Linked DNA regions of Mus musculus: region 2 is linked to region 1. Evidence: chromatin contacts called from public HiChIP or PLAC-seq data. All regions are on one chromosome and are shown on one strand. Each heading gives the region's core, a stretch centred on a gene start, on an enhancer-like site or on the middle of the called end of the contact. The rest is flanking DNA. Distances are from core to core; before and after follow the strand shown. Region 1 has its middle 54 kb from the start of Ehbp1. Region 2 overlaps Gm51939 (a long non-coding RNA gene).

What was found. HiChIP or PLAC-seq counts read pairs in DNA pulled down with a chosen protein or histone mark.
Region 2: a contact with region 1 is called in an H3K27ac HiChIP or PLAC-seq map of embryonic stem cells, with 2.3 times the contacts expected there. The contact joins two enhancer-like sites. A contact is called at or near these places in 3 of 115 datasets of contacts at active chromatin or transcription factors (embryonic stem cells and stem cell-derived neural progenitor cells) and 1 of 9 other capture datasets (embryonic stem cells).

The regions. Positions count from the first base shown.
Region 1 is chr11:22,337,547-22,344,362 of GRCm38.p6, forward strand. No RefSeq gene overlaps it. Among named protein-coding and RNA genes, the nearest start is that of Ehbp1, 54 kb to the left of the region's middle. Within about 2 kb of position 5,470, at least 20 of the 459 cell types and tissues checked have an H3K27ac peak or open chromatin away from gene starts, as enhancers often do. A contact at or near this core is called in embryonic stem cells, where this site is marked.
Region 2 is chr11:22,569,355-22,576,598 of GRCm38.p6, forward strand. All of the region lies in intron 1 of Gm51939 (a long non-coding RNA gene), which reads right to left. Among named protein-coding and RNA genes, the nearest start is that of Gm51939, 11 kb to the right of the region's middle. Within about 2 kb of position 3,692, at least 12 of the 459 cell types and tissues checked have an H3K27ac peak or open chromatin away from gene starts, as enhancers often do. A contact at or near this core is called in embryonic stem cells, where this site is marked.

The DNA of each region.
Region 1 (6,816 bases), core at 4,220-6,719:
TACCGGGGATGATAGGGCAGCAGCCACCACTTTAGTGGCCTTATCTGCCAAATCATTTCCCAGAGCCATGGGGCCAGGTAGGCCTGAATGGGCTCTAACATGAGTAATATAAACAGGAGATCTTCTAGATAACAGAACTAATTGTATCTGCTGAAAAATATTGGCAACTCTACTGGAAGGCTTAATCACTCCAGCCACTTCTAAAAGATTTACTGCATTTACCACATAACAGGAATCTGACACAATATTAAGGGGTTCTAAAAAGGTTTTTAAAACTTCTAAGACCACTAAACATTCTACCACTTGAGGTGAATTTTCATTATATTGTTTGGATACCACTTTACCATTAGCCACATAGGCACCTATGCCAGTTTTTGATCCATCAGTATATACCACAATCCCATTTTTAAGTGGGTTTCTTACTGTTATTTGTGGAAACACAACAGATTGATTTTGGGCAAACTGTAAGATTGGATGTTTTGGATAATGGTTATCTATTTTTCCTGAAAAGGAGGTAACTAAAACTGCCCAATCATTAGATGCGGCTGCCAAGGTTTGAACCTGTGCAGCGGTATAAGGTACAATTAAAAGATATGGACTTTGCCCAAAGTGGGTGATTGCTGCTTTTAGGCCTTTAAGGGCAAGCTGTGCAATTGCATCAGGATACCAATCTATTATTTTAGCTGGGGATACGTTTGGATGGATCCACAACAATGGCCCATTCTGCCACAAAACTGCAGTTGGCAATTGTGCTGTCTTAAAGACACACAAACTGAAAGGCTGCGAATCCTCAATACGTTGTAATTGTGCATTCTGTAAGGCTTTTTCCACTTTTTGTAAGGCCTGGTTAGCAGCTAGAGTAAGAGTCCTAGGGGAGGAGATATGAGGATCTCCTTCTAAAATACTAAACAAAGGCCTTAACTCAGCGGAAGGAATCTTTAAAAAAGGTCTGAGCCAATTAATATCTCCCAACAGCTTTTGAAAATCATTTAAGGTATGGAGGTGATCTCTTCTTATCTCTACCTTTTGGGGCACAATCTTATCTGGGGACACCACAGAGCCCAAGAATTGTCCTGTATCAGAAATTTGGACCTTTTCTGTGGCTATCTGTAGACCCCACTGACTTAAAGTTTTAAGTAGAAAAGGATATGCCTTTTGTAGCATGGTAAGGTCTTTATGGCACAGGAGGATGTCATCCATGTAAAGGAGCAAAATTAAAGAGGGGAATTGTTCCCTCATTGGCAAAAGAGCTTCTTGCACATAAAGTTGACACATAGTAGGACTATTGGACATTCCCTGTGGTAAGACCTTCCATTGATACCTCTTATCAGGTTTAGCAGAATAAGCTCTCTGACCCGTTAACAAGTCAAAAGTCCACTCTCTCTGCTCTGGAGTTAAAGCAGCAGCGTTTGCTCGGGCCTGCGCCTGTGCAGCCTCTCGCCACAGAGATCTCCATTCCAAATATTTGCCCATATTAGGGAGAGCGGCTTTTGCAATCATTTGCCAGTCGGCAGGAGTTAGTGCCATGCTGGCAAGCCTGTCTAACTGCACCAAGGTAAAATTAGCATTGATTCCATATTTAATCTGCACATATTCTACCGGAGCGTGGACACGCCCACCCTCGGCTCCTTTAAAGACTGGAAATGCCTGTTGTATTTTCCTTTGTTCCTCTCGGGGAATGAATGAGTCTGCGCACTGCCTTTCTGCGCACTGCCTCTCTGCGCATTGCTGACGCACTACGGGCTGACGCACTACGCAGGGCGGGGACTCCGCATAGGGCGGGAGTGCACCTGGTAGCCGATTGCCCTGAGGCCAATTAGCAAACTGGCCTTCGCCAGCCGCTTTTGGCTTTTTTCTTGACCGATTAGCTGGCTGGTAATGGGCTGCTTCTTCCTCCCAGTCTGTTTCCTCAGAGGAGGATTCTTCACTTGCTTCAGAGTTACTAAGAGCTGGCTTCCTGAGCTCATCTAGTGACGAGTATCTCCTAGAGACCTCCGCTAATTGATCTTTTTTCTTTTCTTTTTTCTTTTTCTTCCTTCTAATCTCTCCCCAGGTATTCCTACCTGACCTTAACTTTTCCTCGGGTTCAAGACCCTTGGAAAGGCCTGTATACTTACCGTTTCTCCTTGCTCCTACTCTCTCTCCCCGCTTTACTTCTGATAGACTGTCCTGAATTTCCTCTAGAATTTTCAGCCCTATCTTAAGCACTATATAACATGTGAAAAGGAACAAAAGGGCTCCTAACACCAGAAAAAATTCAAGGCCAAACCTAACTTGTAAAGCCATTTTCCACTTTACTTCTGATAGACTGTCTTGAATTTCCTTAGAAAGTTCAAGATCAGACTTACCTCGTTCCCCAGCTGAAAAGTTCTGAATTCATACAGTTGAATCCTTCTTAACAGTCTGCTTTACGGGAACCTTTATCACCGTCGTTCCCCAGCTGATGAGTTCTGAATTCGGCAGTTGAATCCTTCTCAACAGTCTGTGTTACGGGAACCTTATAACCTTGATTCGCAGTTCTGGTTCTGGAATGAGGGATCTTCCTTGCGCCAGTCCCGAGTTTTTTCTCGTCCCGGATTTTCTCGTCCCGGAATTCGGCACCAATTGTTATTCGACGCGTTCTCACGACCGGCCAGGAAGAACACCACAGACCAGAATCTTCTGCGGCAAAGCTTTATTCTTACATCTTCAGGAAAAGAGAGCAAGAAGCAAGAGAGCGAGAAAAGCAAGAGAGCGAAGCAAGAGAGAGAGCGCGAGACAAGAGAGAGAGAGAACGAAACCCCGTCCCTCTTAAGGAGCATTCTCCTTCGCCTCGGACGTGTCACTCCCTGATTGGCTGCAGCCCATCGGCCGAGTTGACGTCACGGGGAAGGCAGAGCACAAGTAGTCATAAGATACCCTTGGCACATGCGCAGATTATTTGTTTACCACTTAGAACACAGGATGTCAGCGCCATCTTGTAACGGCGAATGTGGGGGCGGCTCCCAACATAATGCTTATAATAAAGTATGGTTAAGTTGTATTTTAGACCAGTGCATTTTGAAGAGGATCTATTTTAGCCATGTTAATTAATAAGGAGCTTTTAATTATTCAGATAAACAATTTCCTTTTGCCTGAATTCAAACTCAAAGGCTCTCGGGTTAAAAAGGCACCTCTGATTGGGTTCATGCTTTGAGATTTTCCCCATCCCCATCCCCACCCCAGCACCTAGGAGCAGGATTTCTTGGTGGCATTTGAGACACAGAAGACTTTATTTTGTACTTTGGTTCTCCCCCACCCCCACCCCTGTTTTATGTTTTTTTTTTTTCCTTTTCAAAAATGTAAGACCATCATCAGACTGTCCTACATATTGATATTTCACGACTCTCAATAACATTTTTCCACCATGTTTTCTAATGAGGAGCACAAAGTGGCAACTTTGGGTATAACCATGAAGAAGCAGCATCTAGGAGTTTCTGAAGTATCTCAAGGGCCATGATCTTCCCATATTAGGTGCTTTAAAAACCACTTGCTTAAGAGCACTTTGTAGAGGCAGATAGATTACAAAGCGCTGACCTCTTCTGGCACTAGGATTCATGGTCAGTAAGGAACAAGTGGGTTTCAGCCCTCCTCTGTTCCTGGAAGTGTATTTTAGTATGTACAAATGAGATTACTGTGTAGATCCTGGAGGAGGTCCCCTTTCATGGCCCTTTGCTATCCATGCCTGAAGCAACAGAAAAGACACCTAAAATGACATCAGCTTAGAATCTCTCCAGATCCTGCCTTCACAGAGCTGTCACTCTCTTCTGGCCTCTGCAGTTCTTTTCACATCATTAAAATGAATCAGGTTCCACCCCCCCCCTTCTTTTTTTTTTTTTTTTTTTGATTAAGGTTCACCTAGCAGGGATGAGGGCTCCAAGGTTCACCTGCCCTAGCCCTTTCTGCTTCTTGAAGAACTGCCAGACAGACAGCAAGACACTGTACACAAAGCATTCTGTGAGCATCATAAACATCTGCCTCAGCACTATTGGTATGGGTGCATCCTGTGTACACTATAATCTCAATTTGTTTGAAAGTATTGCCTTAGAAAACATAAGCCATAAAGTATATCAATTTATAATGTATGGGCACCACTTTCCTATCATAGGGTTAATCAAATAGTGTATTCCAAACCAAATATAGATAGGTGATGGTGAAAATAGATGAAGTATAACTTATGATGAACTATCAGGAATAGAAGCCACTGGCAATTGCAACCTACTCAGTACACACTGGTGCCAAGAACACGGTAAACGTCCCCAAAGCCGAGGCAGCCCTGTAGTTTATAATAGAAACTTCAACATCACCAACAAGTGTTGCCTATCAGGCAGGCAAATTTTCATTTAGATTTTTGTTGAACTCTAGTTATTTGTTAAAATTTCATTTGTGAACCCCAAATACTACTTACGCTTCACAATTAGCGAGTGGCATTTAATGACAAAGCATACACACACACACACAAATCCAGGACATCATGAGCCATTAGCTACTAATATTCAAAGAAAAGACATTTGGTGAAATCTTGGGAGGATGTTCATGGCCTACCTGTTAGCGGTGGTTGAAATCACTGCTTGGATAGTTAGCTTGTCTTTTTGATGCAGCTTCTTAAGTTGCTGGTAACTGGTCCCGTTTTATTCTTTGACACTGTGGGCATACTGACTCTATGCCTTATACAGCAAGTGCCAGTCTCTCATTGGAGTCCCTCTCTGGAAGGGAAAGTTAGATGTTACCCTCTAACTGGACAGATGCCTGGTGGCCACCCTGTAGCATCTGTGATGCCATAATGGGAAAACTTGGGAGAGTCATCCTAAAGGGAAGTCAGAAGACTAATCACAGGCCAACTCTGCCTCCCAACTTGTCGACAAGGAGCAAGTACCTCCTGCCTTGGTTCAGGTTTTTGTTTAGTAAAGCAGAAATAGCAAAACACAAAGCCTTTCTTGGGTATCTCATGAAGACTGAATGAGATTGTATAAGTAATAAAACACTGTGAAATATAAATTAACTATGAAGAGACCACATTTGTGCTGTGCTTGCTAAGTGACAATGTTCATGCAAACATCCACACTGTTCTTCCTTGTTCACCAAGCAGAACTGATACTTGCACTGCTCTGATGTATGTGGGTGACATTGGGTCCACACAGTCAACAAGCAAGGTCAAAGGTAAAACAGCACAGGCCTGACTGTCAGTGGTGAGTTTGTGATTCCTCAAGTACATTTCTTGTTGGCTCCAGATCCCTCTTTTTTTTTTTTTTTTTTTCCTTTTCATGCCCTGGAGAGTAAGATATATTACATATTGATTCCAGACATCAGAAATGAAGGAGGCTTTTCTTGTTTTCTTTTGTTTCTTTTTCATCCTACTGGAGTTTAGGACTCTTGGAAGACAGTGGAAGAATGCTAGGAATTCTTCCTCCACCCAGTTGGGAATGTGTCCTGCTGAGGGCTCTTGGCAGAAATGTGAGGGCTGCCGGATAAGGACCAGCTTGTAGAGCAGCAAAACTTGGAGTTGCACACTGCTGCATAGGCATGGGTGTGGGTGTGGATGGCAGCCTCCTCTGCAATCAAAGACCCTTCTCAACCCTCAGATGCTGCTCTTTCCAGATCTTAGATGCTTCTTAGCCAGTGAATGAAGACACAGCCCAGCCAAAGGTTTCAAGCAAAACACATCTGGATGTTGGAGGTCTTTGGGAAAAAGCAGACCTAAAACTGAGGCAGACTAAAGTCTTATGAAATAATCAACTTTATTCAGCGCATCAGACAATTTATACTCCGAGGGTTAAGCAGAGTCACCTGAGTAAATTGTCCAATCACAAGGATAAGCTGCATATGACAAAAACATGTTTTCCATAGATACACATGAATAACAACAGCTGAAACAAACTCAGCCCTATCCACTACACCAGAGAGGAGCATGAATTCCAAGAACAATTCTGCCATGCTTCTGCCTTGATGATAATGGACTGAACTTCTAAACATGTAAGCCAGCTCCAAATAATTGTTGTCCTTATAAGAGTTGTCTTGGTCACAGTATCTGTTCACAGGAATACAACCCTAATTAAAACACTGTTATTCTTGCTTTACTTCCCATTAAGCAGAGTCTTAGGATTTATTTGGATCAAGGAAAGATGAATGGAAAATTACGACTTATTTCTGTACAGAGACAGTGAAATGCTCTATTTCTATTTTCTTTACATAAAATAATTCTTTTCTTTTGTGTAGAATGTAGTGACCACCTACTCAAAGGTAACATATTGAGGTGATAGAGTCCTCAGATAAAAGTAGGTTGAGTAAACAAATAGAAGACTATATTCTAATACCAACTTTTCTGGGAAGGTTTCTCACAGATTTATCATTCCTCTTACATATTCCCAGCTTCATCCAAACATTACTGACCATAATATATTACATCTACTTTTGAGTCTCTTCCTGTGAGAGTATAAAGCTAATGGGGACAGTAACTATTAGACACATGCTGGACACTCACTTGTAGAAAATGCTGAAGTGACATGTCTTAGAGGTGATGAAGACATTCAATACACATACTTGGACACAAGATGATCAGGGTCTATGATACAGGCTGGCGAATTCAACTCCAGAGCTTCTTCAATTCGACAGACTTCCCAACAGACCTCCATATGCCATGGGGTTGGGGTTCTCACAACTAACTTCATATCAGGCTTAACAAATGGTGGGCTGTAGGCAGGAATTAGCTTTATGTACTAGTCAAGGTCATTTCAGAATTGGATTGAGACCATTAAGAGATAATGCTTTGAGATTCTAGTAAAGTAAAAGCAGAAAGAG
Region 2 (7,244 bases), core at 2,442-4,941, 230 kb after region 1:
TCAATGATGCTGGTCTCTTCTTAATCACTCCTACTTTCTTAGCTCCAGCTAACCAGCATCAATAGTCCCAGTAATGCAAAGTTTTTGCTTTAGTAGTTCTGGTATCTTGTTAATCACAGCTAATTCTTCAGCCCCAGCTAACCAGAACTACAGAATCTTCACAATCAAAACAGGAATGGCCCTGAAAAGAGTCTTTAATTTTCCCTCTGAAATTTCACAAGCCAGGCCTCCATCTTCTGCACTGTTCTCAACATTATCTTCCAAGCTCCTACAAAACATCTAACAGAGCTATTAACAAGGAATGGATCTTCAAACCCAAAGTTCCAAAGTCCTTCCACAGACCTCCCCAAAACATGGTCAGGTTGTCTCAGGAATACCCCACTCCTGGTACCAATTTGTCTTAGTCAGGGTTTCTATTCCTGCACAAACATATGAGCAAGAAACAAGTTGGGGAGGAAAGGGTTTATTCGGCTTACACTTCCATACTGCTGTTCATCACCAAGGAAGCCAGGACTGGAACTCAAGCAGGTCAGGAAGCAGGAGTTGATGCAGAGGCCATGGAGGGATGTTCTTTACTGGCTTGCCTCACCTGGCTTGCTCAGCCTGCTCTCTTATAGAACCCAAGACTACCAGCCCAGAGATGGTCCCACCCACAAGGGGCCTTTCCCCCTTGATCACTAAATGAGAAAATGCCTTACAGTTGGATCTCATGGAGGCATTTCCTCAACTGAAGCTCCTTTCTCTATGATAACTCCAGCTGTGTCAAGTTGACACAAAACTAGCCAGTACAGGGACCAACACAAACCTGTGGAGGACATCTCCCACTCAAAGCATAACATTAAGCTTAGAAAAGGGTAAAGAGTGGCTTTAGAGTAGAAAGCATGATAACTTTAGAGCATGGCAGTCTTCACCTCTAGTTCTAGCACTCCAGAGGCAGTGGACTCTCAGATAGGGATAGATGGAAAGTTTTAGGAAATCCTTGGCTACATGTAAGACTAACTCAAAACAAAACAAGGATAACAGCTAGGTAAATCTTGCTGTATATGTTTGCTAAAAAGACAAAACCAGAAGCTTATAAGTAGGTCACAGGGCTCTTTCATTGTGAATTAGCTGTACTGAAACAGGAAAAGAATATTGTCAAATTCACTTGCTGACAAAGTCTGTAAATACTATATGTCTTAGTTGCTAATGCTGTGATAAAATACTATGATCAAGGAAAGTTATAAAAGAAGGTGTTTAATTTTGCTTATAGTTTTAGAGGGTTAGAGTCATGGTTGTGTTAAAGGTACAGCTAAGAGCTCACATATTGATCCACAACCATGAAATATCAAGAAAGAACTGAAATCAGGAGTCTTTTGAAAGTTCAAACCCACCCTCAGTGACACACCTCTTCCCACAAAGCCACACCTCCTAATCCTTTCCAAATATTTCCACAAACTGAAAAGCAAGAATTCAAACTTACAAGCACATGAGTATAGTAGTACCCAATTAAATAATCAAATTGATCCCAGTGAAGGTGTGTTTCTCAATACCTGCCCCAATGTTCTGGATTCTCCAATGAAAGACATACACATAGCCTTTATATTTTGATATGCCTTAACCAGCTCAATGACCGGGCCACTTTTTAACCTCCACATGATTAATCTACCTCCCTCCAATATTCCCAAGTTATTACTTACTAAATCTTATTTTATCTTTGATGCCTTGGACCCAGTTGGGCAGCCCTCTTGGGGATGCTCTCCCTGGCTCCTACATGGGGGCTATGCTCTCTGTCCCTCACCTTCTCAGGCATAGAATCTGTTCTCTCCATCTCCCAGCAGTGTGGATTTCTCTTCCTTCTCCCTCCTTCCCTTGCCTGGGAATCCTAAAAGTCTTGCCTCTATCTGCCCTGCCCAGCCATTGGCTGCCAGCAACTTTATTTACCAATCAGAACCAAATGGAGGCACAGTCCAGTCCCTCAGTGTCTTGCATGCAGACGTGTGGATTTTCAGGTAAACAATTTGGGGACCCAAATTAACATAATACAAAGAGCCACATATGAGGGCCAATTTCTACATTCCACATTCCGCTCCCTGGCCTCAATAGGTTTATGACCATATCATAATGTAAAATGCATTTTGTCCAACTTCAAAAGTCCTCATGGTCTTTCACAATTTCAATAAACTTTAAAAGTCCAAATCCTCTCTGAGACCCAAGACAATCTATTTGTTGTAGACTCCTGTAAAATAAAATAAAATAAAAATTACATATTTCAGCCAGGTGTGGTGGCACATAGCTTCAATAACAGCACTCAGGTGGCAAAGGTGGGCAGATCTGTGAGTTTGGGGCCTACAGAGAAAGTTCCAGGACAGCCAAAGCTATACAGAGGAATTCTGTCTCATCCCCCACCTCACACACACACACACACACAAATTACAAACCTCCAACATACAATAACACAAAATATATATTCCCAAAAGTGGGGAATGGGATACATTCCCAAAGTGGGGAATAAAATAATAGGCCAAAGAAAGACCAAAACCCAGCAGGGAAAGCTCTACATTGCTCCATTCATGATGTCAATGGGCTTAGATGGCTCTACCCTTCCAGCTTTACTGCCTGCAACATACTTCACTTCCATTCCCAGTCTGACACTCTCCTTGGCAGATGTTCCTGGTTATTGTGTCCAACATCTAAGGATCTCCAACACAATCAAGGCTTCAGTTTCATAGCTGCACACAATGGTCTCTCAGGCTCTTCATACTGATACTCCTTGTCATGTGTTTGGCTTCAGTGGCTCTCCTTTACCATGGAGGAAGGTTCCCCTTTAGCCAAGTGTCTTTCATGACTCTAATATATATGACACTGCCAAATTCAACTGCCCACTTAGATTGGAACCTGGCCCCCTATATTAGTAGAAGATTTCTTTGTTGGTGGTTTTTAGGAACAAAAAAAGATCCTCAGAACTTTCCTTTTCACAGCTGGAAAGTTAGCTGGATGGAGTCTTGCCCTGAGGGCATCACTCCCTTCATTGCATTTTGCACCGATCCTCTCTTTATTTTTTTCTCTTTCAGCACAAGCATTGGCTCTGAAATATAATTTCCTGGTGCCATTTTTATCTTCAAACTATACATTTTGTATTTATTTTACTCCACTTGCTCCTTTTCATTATAGACCTATCTAACAGTGATTACAGACAAACACACAACATAATTGATATTAGGCTGTCTTGGAGACTTTTCGGCCAAAGAAATTAGTCCATTGTTTTCCAAGTTAGCTTCAAGTAAGTTCTTAGGTCAAGAACAGAAAGCAGTCACACTCTTTGCCAAAATATTACCAAAAAGGTTCTCTAGCCCATTGCGAATTGTTTGCCTCAGAAACCTCTTGATCAGGACCTCTATAATCCACATTGCTTTCTAAGAGGGGGCTGAGGTCACATGCTTCCCTGTTTCCCCAACCCCCAATTCCATCATGCTCACTGCAGTGGCTTTGTTTGGTTTCCCTCGTATGTATAAATGGAGATTATTGTGAGAATACATAATTTACTAATGCCTCCAGTACACTGCTCAAATCACAGGCTTTAAAAAAAAAAAAAAAGTGTCAGTTTATCTACATTCAACTAAATTTCCCAGCAGTGCATTTCTTGTTTGACCTTGTCAAAGAGGACTCTTGTGTGTGGTCTGGAAGAAGGGTGTGAGACAGAAGCTCTCTTGTTGTTCATCTGAAGGATCATCATTTTTTGTTGCCGGTGGGGAAGAAGGCAGCAGTGAAGCTCAGAGCAGTTCTACCTTCCTCTGAGTTTCCCTTAGCCTTTCCCCATAGATAAGTGTTTAGTTCCGTGGCAAAGGGAAGGAGCCACTCCTGCAGGACAGAGACACCATCTACAGGAACAATGCAGACAGACACTGGCTTCTGTCTATCCTTGGGTGCTTACAGATGACCTTCTCCTCTTTTATCTGCCTTCCCAACTGTCTTCCCTGAGGCACTAGTCACAATCAGAACCGCTTCACAGAGGTTCCCAACTAGGCCTACAACTGTGGGAGAGGACTGTGAAAGGTCAAACCAATCCCCAGCCCAGCTCATGCTCTCTCTCTCTCCCTGCCCAACACCACCACTGTGTCCCTTCCCCTCCCTCACACAAAGAGAGACAGAAAGACAAAGGGCAGGGGGAGAGAAAGATCTTTAGGTTGTTCTAAACTGATGAAACAGAATTCCATTTTTTTTTCTAAATTACCCGCAGAACAAAATGTCCTTTTAGAAATTGTTTCAGGATAAGTACAATAAAAGTTTGAAAATAATAATAATAAAGCAAGGGGGAATCCTACAGCCCAAACTATGTCTATCTTTCCTGCCAGAGGTACAGGAAATGAAGGACATGTGTCCAGCCTCTCCTGCTATTGAGCCAGGACCACTCACACTGATTTGCTCAGATCAGTGCAAGAAGCAAACAAGATGCTTGTGCCAAGGGGGAAACTACAAGTGCTTGAATCAAGCATTCTTCCTTTTCAGCCTGGTCAGGTATCCACTGAAAGGTAAGGAAGGAATGCTCATATCCATCCCACCCATAGATGCACAGAACGTGCCATGTGCTCAGAGGATCTTGGCTAGAACCCCAGTAGCAGCTGCCAGAGTTGGGATCTCTGGATTTCCTTCTTCCTGCCCCTTCCATTCAGGAAGCCAGGAAGCAGTACATGCTGCTCTCTCCAGCTGAAAGGAACTATCAAGCAATACTGCCTAAGAAAGAGTTCCCGTCCTGTCACATGATCTGGGGTAGATTTAGGAGAAAACATGAGTCTAGCTTGAGCCTCATCTAGGTGCCTCCTCCGGTTAGGAGCTTGCTGCCTTTCTGAGCCTCTTCCTGAAGTTAGAAAGCTATAGATCTTACCCCCTGGAGTCTGATCATCTGATTTGTTTTTTTTGTTTTTTTTTTTTTTTTTTGTTTTTTTCTGAGACAAGGTTTCTCTGTGTAGCCCTGACTATCCTAGAACTCACTTTGTAAACCAGGCTGGCCTCGAATTCAGAAATCCACCTGCCTCTACCTCACAAGTGCTGGGATTAAAGGCGTGCACTACCACACCCGGCTCTCATCTAAAATTTTACCACCAGAGCCACTTATCTGGAGCCAAAGAAACAACTATGCCAATAGTTTAATGTACTTTTGCCTTGTAACTATAAATAGAAGTCTTCCCAGGAAAAATGAGAGGTTTAACAGGAGTCGGTGGGACTACTAGAAAAGGAGAGGCCTAAGCAGTAGGACGAAGGGGGACTGAGAGAGCTATGGTATGGCTGAAGGTGCTACCTTCATATGAACCCAATTGCTACAGTGGGCATGTGGGGTGGCCCTTTGAGGTTAGAGACCCCTCACCTTGACAGAGTCTTGCCTCAAAACCAGGCCCCTGCCCTGTGTTCACTGTTGTTTCTACAATGGCATTGCAGAAAGGGGCACACAGTTAGGACTCATGTGAATACAGCCCTCAAACAATGATGGATGGCTACTCCTGCTGGCTGTTTATCAGGACAATCCAGAGACTTTTTTTTTTTTCTTTCCAAAAGACCCTGAGTAGGCTTAAGCATCAATTGCTAAGAAATGGCTTCATTAAGGTATGTGGGTGGACTCTCTTTCCTCCTCTCCCTGTGCCTTTGTGTCTGTTCCCTAGAATCTCCCGAATAAATTATGACAGACAGTCCCTTACCTGAGTTGCACCTTCTAAGGAGGACCATAATGAGAAAAAAAAAAAATTTTTTTTTTGTTTAACACAAATAAATCTCAAGGCCCTCAAGGCTCAGTTTTTATAAAATGTCCAGCAAGCAGCATCTAAAAAGGATATTTATAAAGATATATCAACTATTCTCCAACACCTTCTCAGTTAAACACTTTCCATTGTTTGCATTCTGCTGATACCAGGAGTGGGGTGTTGCTGTGACAGGCCTGACCATGTTGCTTGTTGGTGGAATGTGGAATTTAGGATTTTGGATTAGGAGAGCAATTGGATGCTTTAAGCAGTACTTAACAGGCCATACTAGTAGGAACATGAAAATGGTGGTGTTAAGAGCAATGTAGACTATAATGGCCTGGATCAAGAGATTTCAGAGAGAATTTTAGTAGGTGAGCCACAAAACCTTCTTGCAATATTTTAGTGAAGAGTGTGGCTACCTTTTGCCCTTTCCAAAGAAATCTGCCTGAACTAAATTGAAGAGTTTTGGATTAATGGCATTGCAAGACAGCCTACTGTTGCATCATGTAATTATTAGATCTATTATGCAGACCTGTACTGAAAAGGAGCAAACTGAGCAAGAAAACAAAAAACAAAATGTACAGTTTGAGGAGAAAAAGAGGAGATAAAATGTTTAAAGAAAAGCATGAATTTAAATGAAATAAAGAAAGTGGTGGCCTCAGGGCAAGACCCACCCAGCTAGGCTTCCAATTAAAGATTTTAAGCAGAGAAGAAAACCATCAAAACCAGAAAGCTGGTGCAAATTTAATTGCACAACAGGGCCATGTTTTAGTCCTAGCAAACAACAGAACTTGGCAGCTTTAGTCCATGGTTCTTGCGTTAGAGTCAAGGATACAAGAAAGGGGTTATAGAATCTTCCTCCACAGCCAAGGAAAGCTACTGAGGCCAGCCTTGTGTCAAGAAGTGTCCCTGAATGGAGACCCAGAGAGGCCATTGCATGAAGCTGTGAAGGTAAAGCCTGGATTATGTTGAACACCCCGAGATGTTACACCAAGAGATGTCAGAGTCATAAGACACTTTTGAAAAACAGCTGCTAACAGGGTATGGAATCAGCACAAGAGAAAGGGTTGAAAATCTGAAGAGCGCGCTGAGCATCACACATGGAGAGGCAGAGTTTGCTTTTTGGTCTTACTTTGGTCCAGTATTTCCTCATGATGCTCTCTTCCGTCCATTTTGGAATGGGAATGTATATTTTGTGTCACTGTATGTTGGAAGCATGTGATCTGCATTTTGATTTAAATTGTATAGGGAATTGCAGTTAAGAGAGTGCCATGAATCTCAAAAGAGACTTTGAACTTTGGACTTACAGTGTTGAGACTTACAGACTATGAGAACTTTTGAAGTTGAACTAAATGCATTTTACATTGTGATATGACTACAAGAAGCATGGAGGCCCAGGAATGGAATGTAGTGGTTTGAATGAAAATGACCCCATAGAGTCACCATAGATTTGAATACTTGGTCACAAGGGAGTAGCACTATTTGAAAGGATTAGGAGGTCTAGCCTCATTGAGGAAAGCATGTACTGGG